2 separate regions of the Mus musculus genome follow, and region 2 is linked to region 1. Evidence: chromatin contacts called from public ChIA-PET data. All regions are on one chromosome and are shown on one strand. Each heading gives the region's core, a stretch centred on a gene start, on an enhancer-like site or on the middle of the called end of the contact. The rest is flanking DNA. Distances are from core to core; before and after follow the strand shown.

Region 1 (6,042 bases), core at 2,196-4,695:
CACAAATAGTCAAGGGACAAACAAGGCAATAGGCAAAGTCCCATGATCAGTCCTGAGATCACCATTTCTAAGGGCTTGTCAGGATGACCAAGGTATCTGAGCCTACTTCCTTGTCCAAGACCAAAATCACATCCTTGCCTGAAGTCTACTTCTTTGTTCTAGCCTAAAATCAAGATTCCTGCCTGAGTTTACTTCCTTGTCATGGCCTAATGCCAGGTTCCTGCCTGAAGCCCATTTTCTTGTCTTTGTCCAGATTCCTGCCAAGTGGCCCCCAAAAGCTCACCACAGTTGTTTATAATTCACTAAATGTAAACATAAATATGAAGACACTTCCCTGCACCTTTAACTCTCCAGTCAGAACATTCATGTCTTCTGTAAAATTATAATCAAGCAATCCTATTATGCTTTCCTCTTGCTAGTGTCTTTCCTGGATAGAGATGTCAGCCATGATACAACAGAGAACCCGCCCTCCCCCGACAGATACACAATGCAAGTGGTTTGCATCTAGAATTTCTTACATTATTAGAGCAATTACAGTAATAGCCATGGGGGCTTTAACCAGAACAAACATGACTAAGATGGTTGATTAGCCTTATTATCAATGTGATTGGGTTGAAAAGCGCCTTGGAGATTAAAGCATACTTATAATTATACCTGTGTGGGCATTTCCAGCCAGGACTAGCTAAGACACATAAGACCCTTTCTGAACATGGGTGCATCATCCCATAACATGAGTGCCCAGGATGGAATCAAAGGGAGATGAGAAGAAAGGCCAATGTGTTAGTTTAAATGAGAATTAAACTCTCAATTAGCTCATATGTTGGAATAATTGGTGGTACCCAGTTGGTTGAACTGTTTGGGGAGAATTACAAGTTGTGATCTTGTTGGAGGAGGTATGTCACTGTGGCAGGCTTTGAGATTTCAAAAGACATAAGCCATTTCCAATCAATCTCTCTCTCTCTCTCTCTCTCTCTCTCTCTCTCTCTCTCTCTCTCTGTCTCCATCTTGTGGATCAAGATGTGAGCTATCAGCTGTTTCCACTGCCATGCCCTTCCTCTGCCATCATGGAATCTAATCTTCTGAAACTACAAACCCCAAATTAAATACCTTTTCTTATCAGTTGCCTTGGCCATGGTGTTTTTTCATAACTTAGAAAACTAAGACATCCATAGAACAGGTACTCAACCCTCTGCATCCTGACCACCATAATGTAAACTGTTCTCTTCTGCCATAAGTGCCCTGCCATGATGGAGTGAAATTTCTGAGACCAAGAGCCAAAATAGAGACCCTTTTCCTTGAAGTTATTGTCTCACCTCTTTAGGTCACATTGGCAAATGGATGACAAACAAGAGGTTATTCATTCTCACAATGTAGCATAAAAGCTAAACTAAGGAAAAGTTTGAAAATAGTTATAGGAAACATTCTTTTGATTCCCATTGGTGATTCTTTCATAGTCATCAGTAGCTACCCTCGAGAGACTGGTTTTAGGGCAGTACTTCACGATGTGCACTGAAATCCAAGAATGCTCACGCACCTTCTTTGAAGTCCCAGAAGCTGCACATGACCTCTGCACATCATCCTGCACATGTTTGCCCACCTCTGACTGATGACACCATGGAACCTGTGGGCTTGAAGGCTGACTGTACTTAAGGATGGTTTACAGATCTTTTTATGTTTCATCAAACATCAGGCTAGAAGAACGAGATCTTTGGATCTGACTTTGGTGTGACAAGCCATGATGATATAGCATCTTTGCATTCATGATTTCATCCTATTTGTATAGTAGCAACCATGTTCATAGTCTCAGCCAAACAAAATAGGAGATAAGGATGATTAAAACAAACTCAAATTCCTTTTGGCATATGTTTACTGAGGTTGATGAATGCAAAGACAATAGAATATAAATGATCTGATATGTGTTCAGATGTGAAAAACATAGAAACATTTAAAAGATCATAAAGTTCATATTTTCTAATATGCACACAAACACATTCTGGTCTTTGTATATGATACTGTCTTAGTCAGGGGTTCTATTTCTGCACAAACATCATGACTAAGAAGCAAGTTGGGGAGGAAATGTTTTTTTATACCAGCCAGTATAGATACTATGATTTTAAGTTATAACATATAGGGGTTTTCTTCATTTTTCTTCCAATGAGTTAGCAGTGTTCATGGATTGTGTAGTGTTAACACAGGCCCTGCTTGCATGCTAGCTTCTCACATATGGTAATTAGTATTTACTGATGGCGATGCTCAGCAGATGTGACCTGAGTGTCAGTGACATCAAGAAAAGCTTGTTTAAATGATCTGAAATAGGGCCACAGCTGTAACTTCCTCCTGGCACAGCTTGTCAAGTAAATAGCATGGTCTTTTCAAACACAGACACATTACTTTCTTCCATGGCATTTGTAATTTGTTAAACTCTCAGTCTGTGAGTTCCTTTCTCATAACAAAGGCAAATGTCCAATCTCTGTATTTATCTCTTGCATACACATGACTTCTATATAATATTTTATCTAGTTTTTATGTTTAAAGGAAATACATGTACAATATACATATGTACACAGCTACAGATTTTAGGCGTACCCTGTGAAATAATTTGTCACTCAGTGGTATAAATGCAAACTGCTAAATCTAATGCTTTCCTACAATATAATAAGAAAATAGCCCAAGATCAACTGCTTTTCTGTTTAGAAGGAAAAACAAAACAAGAACAACATCAATACCATGATACTTCAGAAGTGTTGCTATTTGCCCTTTAAAACATCATATATCTGATATTTATAGGCTTCACCTTATCGTCAATGCCCCAGAACTGTCTGACTGGGATTTCTGCCATTGTCTACCATCTTGTTTATACCTTATTAAATGTGTGAACATCCAGTACGTCTCTGTTTTGAAATAATAGATAGCTTTTCAGTAACTTTTGTTAGTAACTTAACCATTAGATGTTGAAAAAAAAGCCACCAAACCACAACAGAATGTCTAATAGTATAAACCCCTTTTGTCCTAACTTCTACCAGAGTCAGAGGATATTCTAAGGGTTATACAAACTAAGAGTCAGCTTTCTAGAAACAGACTGCTTGGGCCTGAACTTGGGTTTTCCTACATCTTACCTGTGTGATAACAGGCAATTCTCTGTTTCTCTAACCTTCCCTGTGACTTGCTAAACGAAAATGAAACAGAATGTTTCTCCTTGTATTTCTGTGACTCAGTGGTTGGTAGATGCACAGATCAAATACTCAAGACATGAGCTGTTCATTCTTCTAGCCTTGGGGAACCCTGCAGAACAGCTAGCAGCTGTTCAGCCTCTGTTTGAAAACCTCCAATAACAATAAACTTTGCACCTCTTTATTGCAATTGCACTCACTCTTACCAGTCCTGCCAAGTTCATATCTGTCTTTTGCCTCCTCTGTTGACCCTGTTTGTATTCCAGCCCATGAGGATGATGAGGTTGTAAATAAGCCTTGGTACACAGTTCCAAACCAGACCAAATGGGCCAACTTCATTCTCCCCAACTCAATTTTGTTTCCCCAAGGTCAACTATTTCCAAATCCTTTCCTGAGATAGCATGTTTGCAAAATACCCTCATCACTTTTGTTGCAGTGGACCCTGCCAGGAAACTTGGTAAGGTTGAGTGGGTTGGAAGAGCCAGAACCTCTGAGAAGGCAGTAGGAGTTTCAGCTGCTTCAGACCAGGCCCCTATCACATGCCCACACTCCCTACATAAGATTGTGACCTATGGTCATGTAGAACAGAGTTCTCTATACTAAGGAGGTATCTAGAAGCCCTGAGGGTTTAGTCAATGAGCTTCCTTTCCCAGACATTCTTTCCCATAAGAGGTATTTAATCTCTAGTCCACCTTCAGGTAGTATGCACCTATTTTTCACGATGAACAGTCAATAAATGATATAGATAAGCTTGGACTGCCCTTTTCATCAAGAACCACTGTGGGGGGTGTGGAGAAAGCCTTTGTCTACAGAGCTGTGCTGTCCCTCCATGGTCCCAGACAATTGTCCATGACCTAAGCCAGAGTTTCCCATGCCTCCCAGCCAGGGCTCATCCTCAGCCCATGAGCTCCCTTTGTTCCTGACTCCATGTAGTTTCCAGCAGTGACTGGATCCTCAGGAGCTTGGAAACCCCACCTTCAGCCTCAGCCTGTGTTTCTCACTCAGGCTGAGACCCCAGCCCTGACTGCATTCTCCCACACCCTGAGTGGTACATCAGAGCTTCCTGCAAGCCCATCACTGGACAGGGCCTCATGTTTTATCTGCCCAGTGAAGTTCCTGCACCCCAGCAGTGAGGTGGAACATGGCTCAACAGTCAACAGACACCTATTTCTTCACACATCTCTATCAGTTTGTTTACACAATATTTATAAAAAGTGGTGCCCATGACCATTAGAATCCCTCAAAGCTTAGCAGAAATTCAGCGCCAGTGAAGTCCCAATTCTTAGTAATAACGCTTCTGAGCTCCATTTCCTAGCTTTATGCCTTTTAATTCTTTTTCTCTTTTCTTGCTTGTTTCAGAGCTAAATCAAAGAAAGGCCCCAGTGGTCTATTGAAAATAGATATGTGACTTAGAGGTGTGTGTGTGTGTGTGTGTGTGTGTGTGTGTGTGTGTGTGTGTGTGTATGTGTTAGAGGGTTGGACAAGTGTTTGACTGTAATGCCTGTGGTGTTCAGAGCAGACAGCCTTAAGCTGCCTTAGCTGCAGGAACAAACTGCTGACAGTGTGGTCCTTACATACCAGGTTTCATAATGAAAACTTTATCTTGAGGTTAAAGAGGTATTTTCTTTTTTTCTTTTTTTCCATTTATTTCTTTTTTTTCCTCCAATTTTTATTAGGTATTTACTTCATTTACATTTCAAATGCTATTCTGAAAGTCCCCTATACCCTCCCCACCGCCCGCTCCCCTACCCACCCACTCCCACTTCTTGGCCCTGGTGTTTCCCCTGTACGGGGGCATATAAAGTTTGCAAGAACAAGGGGCCTCTCTTTCCAGTGATGGCTGACTAGGCCATCTTCTGATGCATATGCAGCTAGAGACACGAGTTCTGGGGGGTACTGGTTAGTTCATATAGTTGTTCCACCTATAGGGTTGCAGACCCCTTCAGCTCCTTGGGTACTTTCTCTAGCTCCTCCATTGGGGACCCTGTGTTCCATCCAATAGCTGACTGTGAGCATCTACTTCTGTGTTTGCCAGGCACTGGCTTAGCCTCACAAGAAACAGCCATATCAAGGTCCCTTCAGCAAAATCTTGCTGGAGTATGTAATAGTGTCTGCATTTGGTGGCTGATTATAGGATGGACCCCCGGGTGGGGCAGTGTCTGGATGATCCATCCTTTCGTCTCAGCTCCAAACTTTGTCTCTGTAACTCCTTCCATGGGTGTTTTTGCTTAATCATCAGGGAAATGCAAATCAAAACAACCCTGAGATTCTACCTCACACCAGTCAGAATGGCTAAGATCAAAAGTTCATGTGACAGCAGATGCTGGTGAGGATATGTAGAAAGAGGAACACTCCTCCATTGCTGGTGGGATTGCAAGCTGGTACAACCACTCTAGAAATCAGTCTGGCGGTTCCTCAGAAAATTGGACATAGTACTACCAGAGGATCCAGCAATAACTCTCCTGGGTATATATCTAGAAGATGTTCCAACTGGTAATAAGAACACATGCTCCACTATGTTCATAGCAGCCTTATTTATAATAGCCAGAAGCTGGAAAGAACCCAGATGCCCCTCAACAGAGGAATGGATACACAAAATACGGTACATTTACACAATGGAGTACTACTCAGCTATTAAAAACAATGAATTTATGAAATTACTAGGCAAATGGATGGATCTGGAGGGCATCATCCTGAGTGAGGTAACCCAATCACAAAAGAACTCAGATGAAATGTACTCACTGATAAGTGGATATTAGCCCAGAAACTTAGAATACCCAAGATACAACTTGCAAAACACATGAAAGTCAAGAAGAAGGAAGAGCAAAGTGTGGACAATTCTCCCCTTCTTAGAATTGGGAACGAAACACCC
Region 2 (6,042 bases), core at 1,040-3,539, 120 kb after region 1:
AGGGAGAAGTCATAGGGCCTCAGGCTTTGATGCTAATGGTGCTACTTAGAACCATTGGTCCTGAAGTGGATCAGCAGCAGCCCACACTAACAGGACTTGACCTCAGGATAGCACTGTGGAATGGCAACCTTCAGGTCCACAGTACCTGTCACTGGACCATCTGATGGACTCCAAGCAACGTTTTAGAAGCAAGGTGAATAAAAATAAAAGAAGATACAGTGCCGTCCCCTGTTCAGGTGAGAAGCCCAGGATCCTCCAGGAAAGGAAACATAATGGTGAACTCTTTAGTATTATAGAAAGAGAGAGGGTTAGTGGATAAAGGTGATGGATGACTCTCAAACATTTGGACAAAATGTGGAAACACTGCGACAGAAAGAACCAAGAAGCTGGATGACTGAGAGACCAAAACTCAGCAGCCACCCTCACTGGTGGCTGTGCGTGGACTCCCTATCAATAGCTCATCTCAATTATAGCAAGCAAAGAAAACAAAAGCTCATCTGAACCAGGCAGTGGTGGCCATGCCTTTAATCCCAGCACTCGGGAGGCAGAGGCAGGCAGGTTTCTGAGTTCGAGGCCAGCCTGGTCTACAAAGTGAGTTCCAGGACAGCTAGGGCTACACAGAGAAACCCTGTCTCGGGGGGGGGGGGGGGGGGGGGAAGAAGCTCATCTGCTCATCACGTATAATATGTATACACCAATCATTTCTACACGCGTGTGTCATGAGAATTGAATGAGAACATTCCAGGGCAGTAAATGCTATTCCTAGCCTGGTGCACATAAATAAATAAACAAATAAACAAACAAATAAATAAATAAATAAAGTCTTTCCTGAGGCGAAAGTAAACAGGTTTTTTTTTTTTTTTTTTTTTTTTGACCTGGTTAATTACAGATACTTGTCTATGTTCTGTTGTGAATGTCAGCATTCAGTAACTTACCTTAACAATATCGAGCCTGTTGTTGCTGATTGTTAGTATTTTGGCTCTATGAGTTGTTTTGTTGCTTTGTTTGTCTTAGAGAGCTATTTCATCAGGACCTGAGAAAGCTTAGCCCTCAGAAGTGCTTATAGTGAGACCACACAATGACATGCAACATCACTCAGACTCGTGAGTATTCTCCATCCCCCTTTGGTTAGGAGCTTCCACGGATGACATAAAAAGGAAATTTAGCATTGCAGATGATCCTGTGAAACAAGTATATCTGGCAGTGTGGCAATTGTTTGAGGTACTAGAAAGTGTTAGTTAGCCCCGCTTTACTCTGTTACAAACATCTCTTGTAAAGGTGAAGAAAATGAGCTGAAGAACAAAGTCAACATTCCATAGACTGAGGTAGTCAGGAAACATGGTCAGGGAAATGGGGGACTCAGTTAGATGCAACCCAGGACAGCTAAGACGGGGCCTGGCTCTGCATGTCTTTGATTTGACCATGTCACCACAAAGAAATTCCAAAGAGACAAGCCTCCTAGACCAAGCTGATGCAGATTTCAGGCATACAGTAAAGGGCCATCCACCAAGGGTCTCTCTCAGGGCTGTCTTTGCTGCAGCACCGAATGCCCTACAGAGCTAGTATGCTGCAGCTTCCCAAAGTCAGGGTGGACCGGAAGACCCTCCCGCCCCTTTCAGACACATATTCTGCCTGATACAAAACAACCACTCAGTCCACGATACCTGTGTTGTTTTCCAACTATCTTAAAGATTTTCAATCAGAAATTCTACAAGCAAGAAAAACACATGACATTCCCAACTACGGAAATGTATATCCATACCACCATACACAAGTGTTTATAGCTACTTTTTATTCATCGTGAATAATGAATCTGCTTTAAAGACAGGCTGTTGAGTTCGAGACCAGAATTTAGTTTCTCCTTGTCTGCAGCATTCCATGCTGGCATCAAGAGGGCCTCCTTTAATTAGGAAGGACACAAGTGGAAAAGAACGTAATTGGGCTGAGGTTTTAATGCCTGGCTTTGCCAGGCTCTCTTACTGCAGACCCGAGGCACTGGCCCAAGCATTCCACCAGGCTCCACCCAAACCCACCAGCTGGACGAGGAACCACGGGACGTTAGAATCAGAGTAACTTTGGCCAACAATCTGAGACACTTGGGAGAAAATTCATTCTAAATCTAACAGCTTCCTGCTCTCAGGAAGGCCTCTGGGCTTCCGGTGCCTCTGGTCCTCCTTCCCGGCTCTTCTGTGGAGGCTAGCTTCCTCCAAGCTGACCCCGAGGGAGCCGCCTTCTCGTAGGTGGAAAGCGAAGAGAAGAGAGCGGGTAAGCAGTGGAGACACATTGGCTGTACTCAGGACCTGTACCAGAGGTGGCAGGAGGACACCACCGAGCCCTGCTCCACCCATCGCAGCCTCGAGACCCTCTGCGCGGGGATGCTGACCCCTGCTGGCCACCTGAGAGATTGCAGCGTGGCCGACTCCCAAGGGGCGGCAAGTGTAAGGGTAAGGGTAAGGAGATGGGGATGGGAAAGGGGTTGCTGTGTAGTAAGCGTGGGTGGTAGAAGACTAGGGCCAGGATGTTGGGCACCATCAGAGGCCCCTCCACCACCCGGTGGCTGCCCAAGTGCTGTCCGCTCCTCTTGTTTCTAGGAAAAAGAGTGAGAGGAGCCGTAAGGGCTATGGAGCCCAAATCAGCATGCCTCTAGGACCTACCTGAGCCTCCAGAAGACCCCTCAACAGGAACCGTTGTCCGAACCAACCAACTCCAAACCTAAACCTCAGAGGCCTCCTCATGCAGACAGATTGCTGACCTATCTCTGGGGTAGTCAGCTGAAATACCCCAGAGATATTCACGGCCTAATCCCAGGAAGTTTCTTTAAATGGCAAAAGAAACCTAGAGTGTGTTACCCTCGATTATTTAGGTAGATTCTACATGTAATCAGGTATATCACCAAAGGGGAAGTGAGGTAAAGGAATATTTATTTCACTACAGAACAGAAGGCAAGCCATCTTGCAGGAGGACCTGAGGAGAGAAGGAGAGAGTCAGGAGAGAACAGATTCCCTCTACAGTGCCCAGAGTCTCCCCTGACTGATTTGGACCCAATGAAATTCCAAACTCTGGTGTCAAGAACTTTAAAAGAATAAATGTGTGCTGTTTTGAGGTATTGAGTTTGTAGCTTTTTTAAAAAAGCAGCAGCACTGAGGTAATGTGTTGCTTCCCACTCAGTAGTGAGTTCTTAGAATTAAGTGGCTAATGAACAAGACAAACCCCATTTCCATCCCCAGGGAGTTTTATCTGCCATCTCCTGAGCTTTAAAATATTGCTGGCAAATTCTTAGATAGGGTAGCAGAGAAGACAAGGAACACATCAAAAAGACTAGCCCGTAGACATGCAACAAACAAACAAACAACAGCAACGAAGAACAGATTTCACACCTGCTGGGCAGCTACAGTCAAAGTGACAGGGGCAAGCAGTTTCTTGTTTGTTTGTTGTTGTTTGTTTATTTTGCTTTTTTGATGACTTGGAGAAGCCCAGTCCGCACACACTGTTGGAGGGACTCTATGGCATACCCAACCTGGAAAGTAGCTTGGCAATTTCTTTTAAAACTGAGCATACATAACCGGATCACTCGGCACTGTGTTCCCAGGAGTAGCTGCCAGGGATTGAAGCCATTAGAAGGTTCATTCGATCTAAACTCCACTGCGGGTGCTCGCACAGCGCACTCCTCGATACCTGCCTGTACTGGCTAGTTTTGTGTCAACTTGACACACCTGGAGTTATCACCGAGAAAGGAGCTTCAGTTGAGGAAATGCCTCCATGAGATCCAACTGTAAGGCATTTTCTCAATTAGTGATCAAGGGGGAAAGGCCCCTTGTGGGTGGGACCATCTCTGGGCTGGTAGTCTTGGTTCTATAAGAGAGCAGGCTGAGCAAGCCAGGGGAAGCAAGCCAGTAAGTAACATCCCTCCATGGCCTCTGCATCATCTCCTGCTTTCTGACCTGCTTGAGTTCCAGTCCTGACTTCCTTGGTGATGAACAGCAGTATGGAAGTGTAAGCTGAATAAACCCTTTCCTCCCCAATTTGCTTCTTGGTCATGATGTTTGTGCAGGAATAGAAACCCTGACTAAGACACTGCCCAAATGTTTTAGATTCACGAATGAAAGACACACACACACACACACACACACAGCCTCATTTTTAATATGCCCTAAGCAGCCAGGAGCTGGGTCACTACCCAGATGCTTACATGGCTGTACACTTCGTCTCCTGCAGCTCTTAGGCATGACTTTCCTGCTTCCCCATGGTTCCCTTGCCGGGAAAATCTAAGGTTCCCCCCTCTGTCTCCCTGTCCAGCCACTGGCCACTGGCAACTTTATTTACCAATTACAGCCAACTGTGGGCAAGGACCCTCAGAGTCTTACAGACAGACGTACAGGTTCCCATGTGATTTGGGAAACTGAATTAACACAAATAGCATTAGATCCAGTCCACAACAAGGATTCAACTGAGATAACTAAATACATGTATGTAAAACCACCTACACGAATATACATGCTTTGTACATAATAGCTACAGCCCAGAACCCATGGTCAACAGTGCATGGAAATGCAATGTATGTGAGTAGATTATTATCCACAAACCAAAAGGAACAGATCTCATACAGAATGCATAGACCACACTGGCTGAAAGACGCTGTACACAGAGGACTGAGTGTCACTTGATTCCACTTATCATAACCTGTTAAGATGCAAACCTAGCCAGGCTTGGTGGCACACACCCGGTATCAGGAAGCAGAGGCAGGGGCATTGTGATTTCAAGGCCAGCCAGCTCTGTATGAAAATGGTGTTACAGAATAGGCAAATCCACAGAGACAGAAAGATGGCCCATTGCCTGAGACCAGAGATGAGCCTAGGATTGGGGACCAGCCACAAGGGACAGAGGGTCAGTCTGAGGTGATGACTTTTAAAACCAGATTGTGTGGTGATTACACAGGACACTTAGAGCAAATACATCTTACTGTCCAAAAATTATACTTCAATTTTAAAAAGTCAACTCATCCCGTGGTAAGCCTTAAATCATACTTTAAGAGAGGCTCTTCAAAAAAAATATTCCAAAGCATTAAGTAGGACAGGAAGCCAAACAAGATGGGTTTCAGGGCAATAGCCCAACTCTTTTTTAGATCAATGTAGCAGTGATTTCCCCCACCAGCAACCCACTGGTGTAATGCTATCTTCACTTTGTTATTTCATTCATTCATTCTGTTTTATCTTTTCTTTTTTTCGTTTGTTTGTTTGTTTGTTTGTTTGTTTCTCGAGACAGGGTTTCTCTGTATAGCCCTGGCTGTCCTGCAACTCACTTTGTAGACCAGGCTGTCCTTGAACTCAGAAATCCACCTGCCTCTGCCTCTATTTTATCTTTTTGTGATACTGGGAATCAGACCAGACCCTCCCACATTTCTTACTTTTTGTTTTGAGGCTCAGGCTGTGCTTGAGTTGACCATCTTCCTGTGTCAGGGATCACAGGCCTGGGCCACCAGACTTGGCTCTATGCTGTCCTTTATGATCCAGAGAGACAAAGGAACAGAACTGTACATTGTTCACGTCCTACCTTGGCAAGAGCCCCAGCTGGAAGCCAGTACATGCCTCTTAATGCTGTAGTTCGTGCAATACTATATCTAGCCTGGTTCTTGAGCCTTCTTCAAGGCAGGCCTGGGACCTCACCCCAATCTAAAATACCTGGGTGTATCCAACTGGAGCAGTTGAGACACCACCCTGCATTCTTCTGTCTCTAGCCTACCCAGCCTGAAGTTGCTTGTATTGTAATGTTAAGTGCAGACCACCACCACCCCCACCACCCCCACCTAGAATCTACATATAGCCCTAATGACCCCAAGTTAATTCTGATTGGTGAATAAAGATGCCAACAGCCAATAGCTTGACAGTAGAGAAGTAGGTGGGGTTTAGGTTTCACAGGCTTGGCAGTAAAGGACTATGAAGAATTTAGAGCTTATTGTAAATATAAAGGCTGAGAGTGCGACTTTTACTGGGGAACTAGTTGGTTTAAGGTGGGGTTGAAACCATGGGCTTAGATTTTAAATGA

Evidence for each region. ChIA-PET counts read pairs in DNA pulled down with a chosen protein or histone mark.
Region 2: a contact with region 1 is called in an H3K27ac ChIA-PET map of liver, with 5 times the contacts expected there. The contact joins two enhancer-like sites. A contact is called at or near these places in 3 of 39 promoter capture datasets (the 3T3-L1 cell line, embryonic stem cells and hippocampal neurons), 1 of 15 datasets of contacts at CTCF or cohesin (embryonic stem cells), 15 of 484 Hi-C or Micro-C datasets (B cells, CD8 T cells, the G1E-ER4 cell line and 11 more) and 8 of 115 datasets of contacts at active chromatin or transcription factors (embryonic stem cells, epiblast stem cells, liver and 1 more).

Annotation. Positions count from the first base shown.
Region 1 is chr11:22,491,631-22,497,672 of GRCm38.p6, forward strand. No RefSeq gene overlaps it. Among named protein-coding and RNA genes, the nearest start is that of Gm46274, 15 kb to the right of the region's middle. Within about 2 kb of position 3,446, at least 6 of the 459 cell types and tissues checked have an H3K27ac peak or open chromatin away from gene starts, as enhancers often do. A contact at or near this core is called in liver and trophoblast stem cells, where this site is marked.
Region 2 is chr11:22,615,387-22,621,428 of GRCm38.p6, forward strand. Gm12052 (predicted gene 12052) reads left to right here. Exons shown (of 5, transcript NR_166746.1): 3 at 1,015-1,103; 4 at 1,971-2,444; 5 at 2,935-3,106. Among named protein-coding and RNA genes, the nearest start is that of Gm12052, 6.7 kb to the left of the region's middle. Within about 2 kb of position 2,290, at least 136 of the 459 cell types and tissues checked have an H3K27ac peak or open chromatin away from gene starts, as enhancers often do. A contact at or near this core is called in liver and trophoblast stem cells, where this site is marked.